Regions from separate parts of the Hordeum vulgare genome. Here region 1 is linked to region 2. Evidence: chromatin contacts called from public Hi-C data. All regions are on one chromosome and are shown on one strand. The core of a region is the stretch at or near the end of the contact, and the rest is flanking DNA. Distances in the headings are between cores, read along the strand shown. Region 1 holds the start of LOC123412572 (O-fucosyltransferase 8-like). Region 2 holds the start of LOC123408416 (50S ribosomal protein L1).

Region 1 (3,436 bases), core at 916-3,415, 440 kb after region 2:
TCACTTTATTTATCCGTAGCCTAATAATGATGATAGAATAGCCGAGGAGTCCGGCCCATAAAAATAGGTAAGCGGCCCGAAGACCCCAAAGTCCCGGACTCCCTCACCATCCACCTAAAAATCAGGAGAGGATGAAAAGTATTATTGGAAAGCCCATAACCATCCCATAATAGGTCTGTGAGTTTGGGTACCCTTTCAAGCTCGAGCTCATTTCAGCTCGCATGAACAGTAAATTCAAAAATATATTAAGAATGTTCATTAAAATCTGATTTTTTTTGTGATATACTTTCACAAATATTCTAAGTGCTCGCAAATTTTCATCATGAGATCACATTCACATGACAAAAAATAAAATAAAACCAGTGTTTCAAAATTAGAGCATCGTTTTTTTTTGTTTTGTCATGCCTTCCTCAAATGTGATCTTACGATGAAAATTTACAAGCATTTACAACATTTGTCAAGATTCATCATAAAAAAATCAAAAAAATTGTAAATGCTTTGATTTTTTTCTCCGATTTTACAGTTCATGCATGTGCATTTGAGCATGGAGCACGTCCTGTGGGTTTAGCATTTCTGATAGGTGCTCTAAGAGCATCTCCAATAGACGTGCTACAGCGCCGGCGTGCAGTTTTTTTTACAACACCGAAATAGCTCTTTTGCACATCGGACTACACAGTTACTTCACCAGACGCTGGAAATTTTTAGCATGGTAGAACGCAGCTTCAACATATACGGCAAAATAAAGAGTGTGCGCCTAGCAGAAACATTATTTTTACATTCAATGTGAAACAAAAAAGATCAAACAAAACAAAGAAGATCAAACAAACACAAAATAATTCATCAAAAAATAGTTTAATTATTATTACAACTCAAACAAATAATTAAACTTTAATACAACAAATAGTTTATAACCAATACAATAAATGTTTAGCACAACAAACATACAACATCATGCATTTTGTCACCCATTTCATGCCCACCACTCCTCGGTTAGATTCTTCTGAAGTTCGTCATGTGTTTCGTCACATCAAATGACATGATATGAGGCAACAAAGCAAGCCACCCTGTCGACCCTCCTTCGTCGGCGCTATTCGTCGACGGAACGGGGCGCTCCAGGGACGGCCGCGAAGAAGGAAGCGGCGGCGACCACCGGGGAAGAGCGGGAAGCGGCACGCGTGGGGGAAAGCGTCGAGGGGTCGTCGGAGAGGATGAAAAAGTCGCGCGCGTGAGTGGATATTTCAGATCTAGCTGTTGGTGAACATTCACACGAAGGAGTTGTTGTTCAGTGTGCGGTAACGGACGGTGGAAAAAAACCCAGCATGCAATATAATTATATTCGATGCGTTGAGTGGCTTTTAACGCGCGATTTTTACGTGTGCGTCGAAGTTGTCGATTCGGTCCCGTGCTTAAAAAACCGTTTTTTCTGGTACGCGGCTATTACTTAGCATCTCTGTTGTAGATGCTCTAATCTCGCGCGGTGCAGGTACTTTGGCCAACTACCGCGGCAGCGTGTCCTGTGATCGATCTCCGGACGCCGTCGGTTCGCGGGTCACAACTCACAACTACCGAGCTATACACCGCCCCGACCGCCAACGCTTTCGAGCTCATCCTACGCCCTACGACTCGTGATTTCCCCGCGCTTTTCGAGCGGCCACCAGTATCGGTAGCCCCGTCGGCCGGCCGAGACACACATCCACGCGTGTCTGCCACGCGGCCGCCATGGCTGCAGAGCGGCAGAGTACACGCACGCGCAGCCGCCGTCACCCAGCCTCCTCCATGGTCCATGCCATGCGCAGGTGGCACTGTGGGTGCGCTACTCGGCGATGGCAGAGCATATCCACAGCGACACATCCAGAGAGGAGAATCTAAACATCAAAATAGTACGTATAACGAAAAAGGAACCGCGACCGCGCAAGAAACCCGGAGCTGTACTCGTGCGCCAACCAACCAACCAACGGCGGCCGGCCGGCTACCGACCCCGTCGCCCTTTTCCGTCGTCGCCATCAATCAATCATCGAATCACCAAACAAACAAACAAACAAGCCCTCCAACCGAAACCTCTCTTGGCTTCTACGGAACACCTCCCCGTCCCGATACGCGATCCCCGTCCCACCACGCCACCACCTGGCCGCGATCACCACGCCGCTATATAGGACGAGATGCCGGCGGGTCGCCCTCACGTTACCTCGATCCCCTTCCACGTCCGTTCACCAGTTCTTTAATCGCGCCTCCCAATTTCTTTATCCCCGCCACGGAGATCGGAGATCATCACCCTATCATTCTTTACCTGCCCGCCTGCCCGGTGGTTGCACCGATCGAATGGAAGCCGCAGCGGCAGCGCCTCGTTTGACCTACCCTTCTTCTATACCACTCTGAGCCCGTACGGGGGATCGCTGGACGCCCACGCTGCTTGCCCGTCCGTCCGTCCGTCCATGGAACGCAGGTCAAAAGGAAAGAATAGTTCAACAGCCAAATGGGGCCGCAGTTGCCGTGTTGCTGGACTTGAGGCACCAGGCACCCCGTCCACGCCAAGCCACCAATGGAGACGCGCGCGGGGCTCCCGGACCGTAATGGCGGTGCCTTCTTGATCGACCGGGCGGCGGAGATGGACGGCCCCTTCGTCGTCGTCGGCCAGACGGGCACGGGCGGCGGCGAGGGCAGGGTCGGCGCCACCAACATCGGGAGGCTGCGGCAGGGGAAGGCCAAGGGGGGCGGCGTCAACGTCACCTCGTGGCACCTCAGGGTGTTCGCCGTGGTGGTCGGGGTCATGGGCTGCCTCCTGCTCGCCGCCTCCCTCGTCATGTCCGCGCTTCACCAGGTGCAGTTCCGGAACGGTGCCATCTCCGTCAACTTCAGGGGCCTCCAGGTATGCATATGCTGCCACCCCCGATCAAAGTCAGGAAATAAGCATGTTCGATCACGATCACCTATCTGTCTGGCTGGCCATCTCTGATCCTCTCGGTTTTCTTTTCCATGGCGTCTGAATTTGATCTACCTCTCTGATTATATACTATCATGGATGTGCTCCTTCATACCGTCGCAGACTGACCTCAACATTTTGAATTTTTGCACCTTTTCTCTCGGCCTGATGAATCCATCTCTGTGAATGAAGGAGCTCAAGCAGAATTTTGTCAAGAAGGAACAGTCAGAGCAGATAATGCATGAAAGACTTTTGCAGATGGCAGCTTTGGCCACCACCAAGGTTTGATTCTGCCATCATAGCAATTACTACTACTTCACTAGTTACTTTCTGCAACTGTATCTGGGAACTTGGTATATCTGTTACTTTTTACTGATGCTGCACTTTTCCCTTCGTGCCAGTGCAGAACGAGACAGGCAGTGGAAATTTCGCACTGTGGGAGGAACCCTACAGACAGGCGCGGAAATGGACACCCTGCGCCGCCAAATACACCTTGGTCGAAGAAGGTGAAGCTTC
Region 2 (3,567 bases), core at 913-3,412:
AAAAATATTGTCGAACGCATGAAGGAACTTGGCTCGTTAACAGTTTTAGCTCAAAAAATCCTACAAGACTGAAAATGCTCCAAAGATCCTGTGTTCAGAATGCCCCAGGTCGTTTGTGGTAGTTCAGCAGTGATACAAGTGTATAACACATGACCTGTAGTATATTCATTTAGGTTTCACTATCTCACCGTAACAGAACAACATAACGTCATGTGCAGCATCTCAAATCTCAAATGCAAACCACATGCCTGGAGCGAAATTGTGGTGAGTACTGGATAGTAACAGTAGCTTGCATAGCATATTAACATGTAATGTGCTGTGAACTCTGACATGTGAAAGCATTATCAGAGAGGGGGGACACTTGGCCAGCAAGCAGAAAAGAAATGGAGCCAGCAATGGCGCTGGATCAGGACTAGGAAGAGCAGAGGAAGCAGATAGTAAGATTCAGAGATCAGATCCTGCCGGTCTCTGCCGCAGCTGAAATAGTGCAAAGAGAAAGATAACAAGGCAAGGCTTGGTCACCATTTAGTGGTTAATGGTTCACTAAGATGGTACAATACTAGTCTAGATCAGTCAGCTCCAGGTCTGCTGCTAGGATATAAGTAGGCATCATTTTGGTTCAATCATCAAGAAAAACTCTCTTCCGGTATGTTATAGTTAACCTAATCTAGCGCTTTGTTATTTCCTACCGGTGCCATTAGCAGCTTGCGCCCATCACGGTGCCTACATACAAAGAATGCAATGAATGTTTCATCTACGTACAAAGATCATATGCCAGTTTGAGAATGCTCAACTTATTTTAAAGCTGTTGTGGAGAAAATAGTCTTCTTTGCATACAGGGTGTTGATGTTAACTAATGTGGCAAAATGAAACACAGTTCGGTATCTCTTCTTTCTTCTGTTAGCAGAACAAGATTTTAAACTACTTTTCTGTTGCTTATAGCAACATCAGTTAGCCAAACAGGATAATAGGTCAAATCAACTCAGGTAAAACAGAACTGTTATAACCAATCACGATGCCAAAAGCAGCATAAACAAAATGGATTTGCTAATTCTAATCTAGATGAGAATTAACAAAGTCGCATCTAACTCCTACACTATTCTATTAATAAAAAAAAATCCTCATGAATCTCCACATAAAATTCAATGGTGTGGAGTTATGTCTCATCTAGATGAGAGCTAGACACACCCTAAAAAAAATAGGGGCATTCTTCCTAGTATGCTAGAACCCACTGTCACAGAAAAAAAAAACATGCATCAAATTCGGCTTAATCCCATCCAGTCGCATTTCAGTTAAACTATGGTTGTTTCATCAACATTCCTTCCCATTGACTAAACAAACAAAAGCATGGTACTTCAAGTGAGCTACTCTTCTCATTGTGGAAATCGTAGTGCTACGAAACCATGTCCAAATTACACAAAGCTATGATACCCAATCGCAGCATAACGAGATTTTCTTTGAGATTTGAACTGCGATGAACCGAATCACGAGAAGTGCAGACCTTGATTTCGCGGAGTGCATCGACGAGATCAATGGCGACCTTCTGCGGCCGCTTCGCAACGGGTATCAGCGTTGGGTACGGCACCGTTTCCTCCTCCACCGGCACTCCGAAGATGGTCCTCCTCGTCCGCTCAGCATTCATCTCAATCCGCTCCGCTTCGCCGCGCAGATCCTGCTCATTCGCCACTTCCCCGGCCCCTTCTTCCGCTGGACGGTCTCCCGGAAGCGGCGCAACCCTGCTCGGGTACGACACCGGCGCGATCGCGGGCCCCGCGTCCTTGACGAACCGCACCTCTTCCCGCGTAAACTGCCGCGGCGGCTGCTGGTCAAATCTCCTGGGTGGCCGGTCCTGCCACTCGGAGCTAGCGCTCGGGGTCTCCCGCGAGGGGGCCTCCTCGGGTGGGGCCTTCGGCTTCGGGGCGTAGGAGACGGGCTTGATGGGCGGCGGTGGGGGGTTGCCGGAGTTGGAGGTGCAGAAGCGGAAGAGCGGGAGGAGGCGGTGGGGATGTGGATGGCAGCGCGAGTGGGAAAGGAGGAGGCGGAGGTGAGCCATCGTGAGGGCGTGGCGGCGGCCGGCGGCGAGGGGTGCGGCGTGGGGTTTAAGTGAGGAAGCGAAGGGAGATGGACTGAAATGGGAGGGTTTCCTCTGGACTGGGCTCGATCTGGTGCACACTGCTATGCACGAGCCGGCCCAGCTAGGACGTTTTAGTTAGGCCCAACTAGCACTGCTATATCACCGCGAGTTCGCGAAACCACTAATTAAGTAGTACTCCTTTCTAAAATCACTCGCACCGTCACTTATGACAACCTGATAGTTTTTCTTTTTTTGTAGATAAGAATTTTTAAAATGTTTTATCTATTAAATCGTGCGTCATGATCTTCACAACTAGATCATATCTTGATTTGTTTTGACGAACTTTTCTTTCACAAGAAAACCAAATGGAAAATTGGCTCTCTCGTGAAAGAAAACAAAACAGAAAACTCATTATTTTTCATTTCGAAGAGGCAATGCTGTGTCTCTCATCAAAGCACATCTATGCCTCTCACGAAAGCAAAATCGTTTTGAAGAGGCACGGTTGTGCCTCTCGTCAAGGTACATCTATGTCTCTCATGAAAGCAAAATCGTACCTCTCGCAAAAGAAAAAAGACAGAAAACTTTTTTTTCGTTTTCGAAAGGCACGGTCGTGCCTCTCGCGGAAGAAAAATTATGCCTCTCGCGGAAGCAAAACCGTGCCTCTCGAGAAAGGAAAACACACGTTTTTTTTTGTTTTCGAGAGGCACGACCGTGCCTCTCGCAGAAGCAAATCTGTGCCTCTTGTGCAAGAAAACCCGTGTTTTTCGGAAATAAAAAACGTGATTTTTCATGCAAAAGAATTTCTTTTTTTGAAAAAAAATCGACCAAAAACTAAGAAAGACTGGTGGAAAACCGAAACACCGAAAAACCCTAGAAAAAACACACCTAAAAAGCCGAAAACGCATGCGAAAAAATAATAAAATAATAAAATCTGAAGAGAAAGCTCAGAGTACGATATGTGGTGGTGGCTGAGAAAGTGCCAAGTGGTGGCACGTGGGAGTGGTTGTTGGGAGGTTTCCGAAGGAGCCCTCGCCAACTAGTTGCTCTCTTCGCTTCGATACGATTGCCTCAAAAACATCCAGTCCGGCATGAAATTCTCAAAAAAGAAAGTTCGGCACGTTCCTCTCTAGTTAGGGTTTTGTTTCTTCCTCTCGGCGGCGCCACTGTCATCGTTGAGACTCACATTCCCTACTCCCATTTTTCTTAGGAAGAAAGGATCCAGGCTGAACTAGGGCGATCTTGATCGCTACTGAGCCTTGGTCTCTTTCGTTTTAGGGAGCAGGGTGTCTAAGAGCATCTCTAGCAGACCCCGTATAAAGCCGACCCGCAAAAGTCTTTTACACTTCGCAGAAAAAACTGTTTTGTAGGCCCGCGCGGGCGCGGACAGAGTCAGACCCCGCAAAACGGACCCGTAAAAAGGATATTTGCAGAAGATGATCTTTTATGGGTCGGCTATGCGAGGTCTGCTCGGGTGGCGCGGCGTCGACCCGCAA

Evidence for each region. Hi-C and Micro-C count contacts between places; a contact is called where the count stands out from the background.
Region 1: a contact with region 2 is called in a Hi-C map of seedling, with 3 times the contacts expected there. The contact joins the promoter of LOC123412572 here to the promoter of LOC123408416 in region 2. A contact is called at or near these places in 3 of 6 Hi-C or Micro-C datasets (leaf and seedling) and 1 of 1 datasets of contacts at active chromatin or transcription factors (embryo).

What each region holds. Positions count from the first base shown.
Region 1 is chr7H:522,756,971-522,760,406 of MorexV3_pseudomolecules_assembly, forward strand. It overlaps LOC123412572 (O-fucosyltransferase 8-like), which reads left to right and starts at 2,166. Exons shown (of 10, transcript XM_045105522.1): 1 at 2,166-2,866; 2 at 3,113-3,202; 3 at 3,327-3,426. The coding sequence starts at 2,540.
Region 2 is chr7H:522,319,683-522,323,249 of MorexV3_pseudomolecules_assembly, forward strand. It overlaps LOC123408416 (50S ribosomal protein L1), which reads right to left and starts at 2,163. Exons shown (of 10, transcript XM_045101530.1): 1 at 1,502-2,163. The coding sequence starts at 2,053.